Regions from separate parts of the Mus musculus genome. Here region 2 is linked to region 1. A link is a contact called in public Micro-C data. All regions are on one chromosome and are shown on one strand. Each heading gives the region's core, a stretch centred on a gene start, on an enhancer-like site or on the middle of the called end of the contact. The rest is flanking DNA. Distances are from core to core; before and after follow the strand shown.

Region 1 (5,546 bases), core at 1,867-4,366:
GTGTGCCGGGCTGCAGGAAGCTCTTTCCCACTTGGTTCATAATACCGAAAGTTATGAACCAAAAATGAAGAGACTACTTTCATTTCTAGTGTGACCCTGTATATCCTCCATTCTAAAACAATCAGTGCAGGGTGTGCTTAATTTAGGAATTCTATATGCATACACCCAACACTCTATTTTTAAGAACGTGGAAACAATGTCCTTAAAAACAGTAACACATCACCCAGTACAACATTAGCAGCCAGAGACTGGACACCCTCAAAAAGCAATGAGGCATCTTTCTGCAGTTAATCACATTACTGATAGCCAATAGTTATCATCCGAAAAGTTGACCAAGACAGGTTAAATAATTTAATAAGGAACTGCTTGTAATTATGTTATTTACAAGGTATGACAGAGGGTGAGAGAGAGAGCAGAGCAGTGGATGGGTTTGAGTGACCCCTGGAGCTCAGACTTTGAATTATGGAGATGGGGGGCTGAGAGGTGAAGACGGACTAGAGGGGAACAAGGTGACTTCTCACCCCAGCACATTTAACTTTTAAATCCAAATACATGGCTCGTGTTACCAGACCATGGCACTAGAAAGGAGGAGGGGAACTAACTAAGCCAGCCTAACTCGATGAGCTTTGGGACAGTCAGTTGTCTTTGTTGAGGGGAGGGGTCAGAAACCCCATGAAATGGTTTTCAAGCAGAGAAAGAAACGTTTAAAAATAAACAAGGGGGGGATCTTGGAATTTTTCTGTCAAATATTAATTACCGTAATTAATTAAGACAGAGTTTGATTCCAATCGCAAGTCATTTAATAAAGCATATATGTCCTGTTTTAATGACGGCATAAACTATTTGTAGCAACCGGTCCATTTATTCCAATAAATATGGAATTCTCATTAGCATGTCAAGGAAGCGAAATGAAAAACAAATACAGGAGATCCATTTGTCAGTCTGCTCTCTCAGCCCCAGGACAACCTCAGCTCAGCAGAAAGGAAAACACAACGAGTAGAGAGGCAGAAACTTTCTCACCTGTTTGGTCATTGAATCTATGAGGCGGACATACAGATCTTGCTCTGTTCTGACGCCTGTGAGGGGAAAAAAGCAGACAAACTCTCAACAAGCTTTTAGCCTGAACCTCAGGAGGGACGCCCGGGCCTGGGCGAGCCAGTGCCTGGGACCACTTTAAGGCAATCCCTACAATATTGGGAGGGAAACAGAAAACCCCAGTCGCTTCTCACTGTTTTCTTTTCTTAATTAAAAGTCTTGGGACTCTTGCGGTTCCCATATGAAGGTGTAAGAAGTCTGCCTAGCAGTGAGCAGGCCAAGAGTGCAGCTCTGGGCCCATATGGTCATTTATTTTTCAAAAAGAGAGTGCACCTATAGAAACAGAGTCCAAACTCCTTTCTACTCTCGAAGGTCCTTTCCTTTCTAAACCGTGCACAGGCAGTAAGTTATGCTCGGCTTATGCAGCTACCCTCATCCCAATAATTAACATTAATTTGCAAAACTGAAAAAAGTCCCTTAAAAGTGCTGTTCTGCAGGCGCCCTTATCGATCCTCCTTTTACTTTCTACTTCAAGCCCCACCGGTTAATCATGTGAAGTGCCATCGACTTATCGATCGTTTATGTTTTGTTTTCCTTCTATGCCATGAGAAGATTTCGTGTTTACACCCATGTCATTTTAATCTCAAAATCTTTATGTCCTGAAACCATCGAGGGAAGGGAGAGCCAGCGCTCAGGGCGAAAGGGCAGTCAGCAAGCAGTGGTACTCACCATTGCTGTACAGTAGCTGCAGCTTGTAGTGAATGCCGTTGTTGGTTTTCTCGTTGTTCGGCTCCTGAAAGCAACGATAAATAATTGCATTTAGCGTGGCCGCGTCTGGCGCGGTCACCGCGCTCGGTCCCCCTCCAGGACCGAGGCCCCTCGGCCTCACACGCTGCAGGCAGGATTCCTGGCTCGCAGCTACGCGGTGATGTCACTTTTCCTGCCGCAAGCCCAGCGTTCCCCCTCGCCCCCAGTGAGTCCGAGGGCACAGAGAAGTTGTTCGGCCCTTGGCGGGGCCTGTGCGACCGCACGTGGCGGCGGGGTCGCCCGGCGGAGCGCTCCCGCCACCGAGGGGGGCACTCGGACCCCATGCGCGGGCACCAACTGCCCCCTACTCCTGGAGAGGGAGGGTGCGATCGCCGGTGTACACTTACTTTCTCTTTCTCCACAAAGTCCACAAAAGCGGTCCTTTCGATCTCCACCGGCTGCCCCTGCCTGTCGTAGAGCGCCAGCACGAAGTGGAAGAAATTGGATTTCCGGAGGTTGGAAGGAGGCTGCTTCTCGAAGTGCGCCCGCGCCAGCCCCACGCCGCTGCAGGAGGAAAGGGACAGCGGCCCGGTGAGCAGCGCGGCGCTGGCCGGAGGAGGGGGCCGGGCCGGGCCGGGGCCAAGGCGCGCGGGGGCGGCCGGTACGTACCTCTGGGCGGCCGTGTTGGCGTCCACCACGCCTGCCGTGTGCATCCACGAGCGCACCGGGTTCATGCCGCTGCCCAGCGGCTCCTCCTTCATGGTCGTCCCCCCGCGCGGAATATTCTCCTGAATCCCAAACATGAACACTGCTGGCGGCGGCCGCGACTCCCGGCCGAAAGCGCGTCCGCGGTCGGCGGCGCTCGGGGCTCGGCGGCAGGAGGCTGCCCTGGCCGCCCTGGCCCTGCTCGGCGCCTGCGGTGCGGCCCGCCGCCGGCTTCAGCCCGTCCCGGGCAGGCGCCGCATACACCGGCGGCCGGGCGCTGCGGACGGCCGGGGACGCGGGCGGGCTGCACCGGTGGCGACGCGACGCTTCGGAGGAGCAGGGCGCGGTGGACGCGGTGGCCGCGGCGGCGCTTGTTGTTGTTGTTGTTTGCAGGCGCGCTCAACGTGGTGTCATCCTAGCCAGGCGGCGTCCGCGGCTGCAGGACACTGCGGGATCGCCCGCTTCTGGCGCGGCCCGCCTGCTCCAAAGACAAATAAACGGGGCAGTGAGTGCCGCGGCGCAGTCCCGGGCGCAGGCGGGGCGCGGCGGGGCCTGGAGCGGCGCGCGCAGCGGACGGAGGCGCACAAAACTCAGCCCTCTCTCCCCGAGGAATGGACCCTTTCCCGGGAGCCAAAACTCGAAGCCCCCGGGAGCGGCGCTGTCAGAGGGTGACGTCGGGGGGCGGCGCCTGCGCCATATATGGGAGCGGCCGCCCCTCGCCGCGCCCCTCGCCGCCGCCGCCGCCGCGCTCGCCGACTGACTGCCTGACGGCGCCGCGAGCCGGCCCGAGCCCCGCGAGCCCAGCGAGCCCCGCCGCCTCCGAGCGCCACCGAGCGCCACCACCGCCCCCGGCCACGCGCCACGGCTCCACAAGCCCAGCCGCGGCCGAGGAAGTTACCACCCGCTCAAATAAATCTCGCAAAGAAGCGAGCGCAGCCAGTGCATAAGTGCTGCTTGGCCCGTTATACCTGCCCACAAGACCTGCCACACAGTCAAAACACCGTGGGTCGGAGGAGGAGCGCCCCAAGTCGCCCACACGCATGCAATAAATACCAGGGCAGCACTGGCTCTGGGGTGTCCCAAAGAGAACAGCAGGAAGAGGCTGGAAAGGCGCGCGGGAGGAGATTCCAGGAGAGGGAGGGACAACAAGGGGCTGGGAGAAGAGGGTACCTAATGCCCCTTCTAGGGATCCACACTCCCTGCCGCCACCAGGGCAAGAGGCGCAGCTCAGTCTGATTTCTAGGCAGACCTAAGGCTGCTGAAGGGCCAGTGTGCCCACATCTGAGCCCCGCTGGGTGTCCCATGCTTTCTACCCCGGCAAAGCCTGCTGAATACAGGGCCGGGGTCCACGTCGGAGACAGGTTCCTCCAGATGCCCCCTCTCCCTCCGGTGGCCACAGGAGTTTCGGGTCCCTGGCCTGTTCTTGGGTGCGGCAGTGACAAAGAAGGCTGGGCCCTCTCTGGGCCGACGGAAAGAGCGCTCAGCCTCTCCGGCGACCCGGAGCTGGTGTCCAGCCTGTTACATGGTCCGTGCGGTGGCCAGATCTCCCCACCTCCAACCGCCTGAAAAGCAGAGCAGACACTGCGGGCGCCAGGGACCCTGCCCTCTGCGCCTCCCAGCCTGGGTGAGCGCGCGCCCTGCGGCTTCCCGACCTGGTTTCGAGGAACCGGGAGGGCAGCTGGGAGCCGGCAGCGCGTGGGCTCGGAGGCCCAGCTCGGGAGGCCCGGATTCGGTTCCCAGGCGCTCGGCCCACCCAAAGGAGATCTGTGCGACGCGCGACAGAGGCCCAAGGGACGACCTGGAGATGTCCCAGGCTCTTTCCTGCCACGAGAAATAAGGCCCTTCTGGTTTTAAAAGAAGAAGAAAAAGAAAAGGTTTCTGGGCGCAAGTGTCGCAGGGCAGCCTCTTCCCGCCGGGCCTGGGGTAGCTCTTCCTTTTTTTGTGAATTGGTGGTGTGTGTGCGTTAATATTTTAATTAATCGGGAAAATCGAAGTCCGATTTACGTTATCTGGGGACCCCCCACACGCTACTTGGAAGGGGTGAGAGAAAAGATGTGCTGGAAAGCAATCTATTTTGCTGGTGTTGGGGGTTAATGACTATTGCCAAAGATAAGTGAATTATCAAAGCTGTTGCGCCAGTCCCATCTCAAAATCCATTACGGGGCCGGCCGTCTAATTAAATACGTAAGTATAATAAAATCATATTTTATGACTATTTGAGGGTAATGAGATTAGTCTTTAGAAGCGATCGCCACATATTAAAAATGCCACTGTCTATAGAATGTTAATAACCTTAAATCAAAGTGTATGGAAACTCCTCACGATAAATTAAAAGAAAATTTCTGTATTCCTAATAAGCCCAGCATTTTCCACTTACATCAGACCCCCCATGCAAGAGGTAACACTTTGCTCCTGGAAAGACAACACAGAATAAAGTTGGCCATGGGTGGAGGGTGAGGTTGAGAGATGCTTTGTCTCTGTGTGTTCCAAAGCTTGGGAGCTCACACTGGGTGAGCGACAGGGCCAGCGTCAATGACAGAATATGCTAAATGCCTTTTTAGGCAGAGATGAAGTTGGGAAAGGGGTACAATGCTCGCTTTGTAGCACACTTCCTAAAATGTCCAGCCTGGGCTGGAGGTGCCCGTCCTTGCGCTAAGGCAAGTGTCATGCTTAAAATCATTTACAGTATCTTTAATTCAGATTACACGCGCCAAGGCGATTTAAATCTGATTACCAAATTAGAAGGTTTAAAAGCAAATCCTTCTAAATCTGATACTGTTGACTAAAGAGGGGGAGAAAAAGTTCCATAAGCCCATCACATAAGGTAACGATCCTGCCCCAGAAAGAAAGGGGGTTTTAAACCTTTTTGACAACAAATGCAGCTGCCCCGCTATTTTGGACGATATTAAGCGAAAATGAATGCAAATCTGTGTTCGGCAGCCATCTGGCCCGAAATGGGGGAATCAGCTGTCTCACAACAGGCTCGGGGGCTGAATCCATTTCAGCTCATTTTCTACATCATCTGGTCGCGCACCCAAAGCGTGGAAAATACGGTCTTT
Region 2 (5,546 bases), core at 1,613-4,112, 5.3 Mb after region 1:
ATTTCTTGCTGCAAAGAAACATGTGAGAGACCAGTGCGGAATAATCAAGAAACAAATTTGTTCGAGCTCCCTTGGGTAACTAAAAGTCATCTTTGCCCACTTCATCAAGACCCAGACCGATCCTCCCAATACCCTCTGTGCCACCAACCACTTGCGATCAGCAGGCTATAGCTACAGCAGTTAGTTCTGGGGGCGGGGGGCAGGCAGACGGAGCTGACCTCGAAGTCCCTTCCCAAAGCCAAGACCACACTGGCTGGTTCAGCCCAGGTGTCCAGGAGAAGCAAGCAGGAGATTGACCAGGAGGCAAGGGACAGGTGAGGGCCCAGGGAAGGCCCGAATTTGTTGGAGTGGGGAGGCAGAGAGGAAGGAAAAGTAGAGGACTGGGCAGGTAAGGAAGCCTGGATCTAGTGGGGGGCATAGGACAGAGGCTGAGGGAGAACGAAGGCTTGGGAGAGGTAGCAGGCCCGGCTGCAAGGGCAGAGGCCTCAGGCTACCCGGTGCCCTGACCACCCCACTGGGCAAGCCGGAGTGGGGATGGCAGCAGGGTCCTGGCTCCACAGCCCTGGTTACCTGAAGTTGGGTAAGGAGGCCGCTGGGGCTGGAAGAGGATGAAGACAGGAAAAGGCTGGAAGGTTCTCACAGGAGAAGCTAATGTCCAGTTTGCGAACTGGTCAGTGCCTCCGCTTTTTATGTCTGAGTGGCTCCTCCCAGTCCCGGCTCCACCCTACCCCCCACCCCCTCCCTGCTGACCACTCCCCCCGCCCCCTTTGCACCCGCCCCCTCCCTCCTTCCAGCCAGTCCCTTTTCTCCTGCACCCCCAAGAGCTAGCCTTGGACCATTCCTTAGCAAAGCACCACCAGTGGGAGGGGGGCCTCATCGTGCGCCCCCAGCCCTTTCTGCACAGACCAATGGGGGGAGGGAGGGGGCTCCTTCCCACATCCTCCTATGGAAAGTTACACCCAGTAAAAGGCAGGGGCAGTTATTTCTCTTTGAACTGTAACATTTCTGCCCTTCTGAGCCCGAAACCGTCCCCTCTCCCCCCAACATTCCAGGTTGGGAATGTTGGGGACAGAGTTGGGGTGTGTGGGTGGGGGGAAAAGCTAACTGTGGGGTCTGGCTTGACTCTTTTACCAATTTTGGGGGGCTCTTGGCCCCGCCCACCCACTTTTCCTTCCTGTCTCATTGGCACAAAGTCAACATACCAGGGTGGGCTTCGGAGACTCTGCCCCCCTCCTCATCACTCAGCACCCTTGGGGGGGGGTGTACAGGGCCTGCACAGCACGAATCGTACATTTTATGCAGCTCATCCATCCCCCCCTTCCCCAACACACAGTAAAGCACCAGGAAGTCTCCTGTGAGTTCAACTTACACACCCCCTCCCCAACAGCCCCCATACCCCCGCCCCTTCCCCCACTCCATGGCGCAAGGGGGAACAAAAGTTTGCTTAGGGAACGAGCCCCCAGCCCCCCACCCACCGCACCAGTCCCGCCATGCCCAAGCCGGGCTCTGCGCACCCCCCACTCCCAGGGCCCCTGAGAGCCCTTACCTGGAAGCCGGCGACGCTGCCGCCCATCTCCCTGCTGCGGGTATGCAAACCGAACAGCGGGCGAAGGCCCTTCTGCCGGGCACTCCTCTGCCAGCGCCGCTCTGCCCGAGTCGCAGAGGCCGAATGTGCGACGGGACAGAACGGGGAGATGGCTTTTTTGGTGGGGAGGGGGGCGTCTCTTCTGCTTCTTTAGGGTATCTTAGGGCTGGGGCGGGCCAGATATTGTACTTTCGGGGGGGAAAAGGTATCGGGAAATGAGGTCAGCTGTTGTATCAAGGATAGTTGGGGGGCAGAGATAGTGAGAGAGACAGAGTGAACGTGAAAGGGGGGGACCACAGAGAGGGAGAGAGGGAGAGAGGACAGCGAGAGGCGGGTAGGCTCACAGCGGGAGAGGACAGCACGGAGAGAAACAGAAAGCGTATAATTAATCCACTTGGGTAGGCGAAGGCAGAGGGCGGACGTGAGGGGGAGGGAGTCTGAGGCGAGGAGGAACGGGGAGGGGGCAGGAGGGGAGCTTAGGAAAGGTGGCGGGTAAGCGGGTGCGCGAGGGGGGGCGCACCCTAAGCAGAGGAGAGGATGCAACTTCGAAGGACCGAGGACGGTGTTGAGGGGGGAGGAATGGAGGCGTCACCCCGGCCACGGGCACCCAGCTCGGTTAGGGTCGACGGAGCCCTCAGCCGTCGTAAGCCCGGGCTTCTTGTGGGGGGGACAGGCGTGGCGGCGCCTCAGCTGCTCGGGACTGCAGCGAAAAGAGGGGAGCAGCCGGGCTGCGCACCGGGGAGGGCTGGGAGGGGAAGCGCGGGGGATGACAACGCCGGCGACCTGCAAGCCGGACTGCCTGCGGTGGGGACCGCCTCCTCTGGCGAAGCAGGAATGGGGTGTTGAGGTAGATAGAGGAGGAGGCGGTGGGGAGATCCGCAGGCCCGACGGAGCGCGGCCCCGCCGACGGCGCCCTGCACAGGAGTTAGCAGCAGCGAGGTGGCGGACGGCGTCGACGCGGGGCCGCCAGCCCGGATGGAGGCGCTGGCGGGCCGAGCGCGGGCGGGCGTGGGCCAGGAGGCGGGGGCGGCCGGAAGGGGGGGCCGGGGGCCGGCCTGGCCTCACGCAGCTCCGCCGGAGAGCAGGCGAACTCCGGGCGCCAACGCCCGGTTCTTATAGCCGCGCCACCCCGCGGCTCGGCGCCCGCTCGGGCCCCGCTGGCCTTACGCCCGCGCCAATGGGCGTCCGCAGGGCCCTCGCCCCGCCCCGGGACCGCCCCCGCAACTCGAGCCACGCGGGGAATGCGGGTCGGGGGCCCTGGGCACGGGGGTTGCCGGTGGGGGGGGGGAGTGGAGTGCCTGGTGGCAAAGATGGGGGGGGGCTGTGCGCCCCAACAGGCCCACTAAATCCTGGGTGTCTATCCCTAAAAATCGAGGTCCCATGTCATGTTTCCGGGGTGCCCTGTGCTTGTGCAACATGGGCGCGTGGTGCGAACCAACGTGCGTGGCACCCTAGGCCTCAGTGGTAGTGGCAGGACCTGTGCTCAGTTAGAGGGTTACAAGGTAGGCGCATCCCGGCCGACTGAGTTAAGGCGCAGGTAGCTGGGTAGAGGGTTCTCACAGGGACCTACTTGCTAAGCAGGGGACAGTCCCCTGGATCGGCTGGGGGGGGGGGGGGGAGCGCGCAGCCTCCACCTGCCTGAGCAGGCAGGGCGGGCTGTGAGGCACCTCGAATAGCAGCCAGATAGATCTTACTAAGCGCCCCTAACCTCTGCTTTGCCTGGGATCTCCTAGCAGCCTTTGGGGGGCCACCAGGTGCACCATGAAGGGAAGGCTGGCTTGGCCACGCCAAATCTGGGCCCCGCGTGGAGCCCCCGCACAATGTCTGCGCCCTTCAGCAGAAAAAGAAGCAGGGCGGGAAACGTAGCTCAAACCAGACCTGTAAACCAGAGCTCACTGAAGTGCTTCTAAGCGGCGCGCCTTTGGGACCCCACCCAGTATGAGCAGATAACAGTTCCCTGTCCTCAGCACTTTGAATTTGCTTAGTTGCAGGTTCGGCCCCAGGGGCCAATGCGATAATTCCGGGCTATTAAGAAACTCTCCCCGGGTGGTTTCAGATATAAGAAGCCATTGTGATTTTTACCAAGTCAAAATCACTTCTAAACCGGTGCACCTTGTTTCCCTCTCCCGACCTCCGCACCTCTAGGCCTCTAAAGGGCCACTACTGGCGGAAACCAGTGCACCCGGGGCTAACCTCCCGGCCCGACCATCAATCACCGCGCCCGCGCTCTACACTCGCTTCCCCAAGCCCTCGACCTGTAGGGTTGGAGGCTCCAAGCCGCCCGAGCGCTCTGCCCTTCCCGCTTCCTGGCCGCCCAGGCGCTTTCCCTACCACCGCGTTGTTTGCAGAGTGCACACAAAGTGGCGCGCGTTTCGGAGCGCCCAGCCCAAAGGAGCGCTGCCGCCGAGGGAGAAGCCAGCAGCCCGCTCCCGCGCTACTCCGCAGCAGCCCTGAGGACAAACTGCGAGGTAGCCGGTGCCCCGCAGTGGAAGAGCTGGGGCACGAGGGAGCGCGCCACGGGGAGCTCACCACAAGGCCGAAGGTCGGGTCCGCTGGCGCAGGAGGATCGGAGGAGAAGGGCGGGAGAGCGGATGAAGTGGGAGCTGCTGAAGTGGACGCTGCTGAAGGTGAGCGAGACCCCAAGGGCAGTCCCCAGTGAACCGGGGCAACGCCCAGTCCGTTGGAAGACCCGGGGACAATGCCCAAATTTGGGGGAAACTGGGGGCAATGCCCAGTCGTTTTCCTGGACACGGGAGCAACACTGCCCACGTCCTGGCCGCCGCGCAGTGTCCAGTGCGTGTTTGGGGCACACACACTTTTCCAAAATCTGTGCTGCCGCTGGGACACCGTAGGAGAAGTGACGAGGCCGATACCACTGTTATGCGCAGGACGGGAAGCTGCCGAAAGTGGCCAGCGGAAACAATGATCAAATTTCGGGGATCCCAAGTCAGACCCTTGTCTGATTTGCGGTCCTGGGAATGAGCGGCCCAAAGTAGGGGGACTCGAAGGCGACTCCATAAATGGGAAAACTGTGGCGAATGACTAAATTTGAGATTCCAGAAAAATTAGAATCCAAGTTGGGGAATGAGGAAAATTATTCTATGCAAAAATGGGGGGCATCTTGATCCAGGCCTAACGAGGGGAACCCAATATCTTGGTTAGAAAGCTTGGGGAACCCACAAAATCCTAGACTAATTTGTAGAAGTTAGGTGGTTTGTTGTTGCTGTTGGGTTTAAGAAAATTCCCAACATGAAATTTAGGGGAGCTTAATTTTAATTGCTTAAAAATGGGAGATGAAAAACAACAGATGGATTTTAGGGAATTCAGGTCAGTTCTTTTGAGGGGTGGGAGTGGAGACTAGGGTTCACCCTGAAGCCAGTGGGCCCTACAACACCCGGGAAAAATCACCTCTAATTTCTGTGGCTTCAGAGAAGTCCTCTAGAGAATGAGGAAATGCTGTCTAAATGTGGTGGAATTAGAAATGCAAGAAGTCCATTTGAGAAAGCCAGAAAAAATCAATGTCTTTTAATATTTTAATTTCCTAAACAGATTCCTATTGATCTTTTTGTTGAACAAGGGGGAGTTTGTATGTTTTCTTGGACAATGTTTGTTCTTGGAGAAACATACTCCCTGTTTTGTGGATCAATAAAAATTACCCAATGGATGATGAAATCTAAATTGCAGGGAATAGAATTAGTAGCTAGGAAATTTGTAAGACACAGACCTTTAAAACCTAGGAATTGGGGGATCTGGGACTTTTTTTTTCAGTGTGCTTTGGGGACCATAAAACATTATCCAAATATAGGGAGACTCCAGTAGAAGTCATAAATTCAACAAAGTTCATTAAAGTTTAATAAAAACCGAACTCTTTGGAAGAAAAAAATCTCAATTTGTTTTGGAGTACCTGAATTTGGGGGGGCCCAGGAAGATAATTTCTGAATCTAAAGTTTCCTGGTCCTTC

What was found. A called contact is a pair of places that touch in the nucleus more often than the background predicts.
Region 2: a Micro-C map of embryonic stem cells shows a contact between it and region 1, with 17 times the contacts expected there. The contact joins the promoter of Igf2os here to the promoter of Ebf3 in region 1. A contact is called at or near these places in 3 of 39 promoter capture datasets (cranial neural crest, embryonic stem cells and hippocampal neurons), 5 of 484 Hi-C or Micro-C datasets (all in embryonic stem cells) and 1 of 115 datasets of contacts at active chromatin or transcription factors (embryonic stem cells).

The regions. Positions count from the first base shown.
Region 1 is chr7:137,311,329-137,316,874 of GRCm38.p6, forward strand. Ebf3 (early B cell factor 3) reads right to left here and starts at 3,117. Exons shown (of 16, transcript NM_001113414.1): 1 at 2,452-3,117; 2 at 2,190-2,346; 3 at 1,765-1,828; 4 at 1,021-1,076. The coding sequence starts at 2,585.
Region 2 is chr7:142,656,818-142,662,363 of GRCm38.p6, forward strand. It overlaps Igf2os (insulin-like growth factor 2, opposite strand), which reads left to right and starts at 2,863. Exons shown (of 4, transcript NR_002855.3): 1 at 2,863-4,212. Igf2 (insulin-like growth factor 2) reads right to left here and starts at 679. Exons shown (of 4, transcript NM_001122737.2): 1 at 571-679.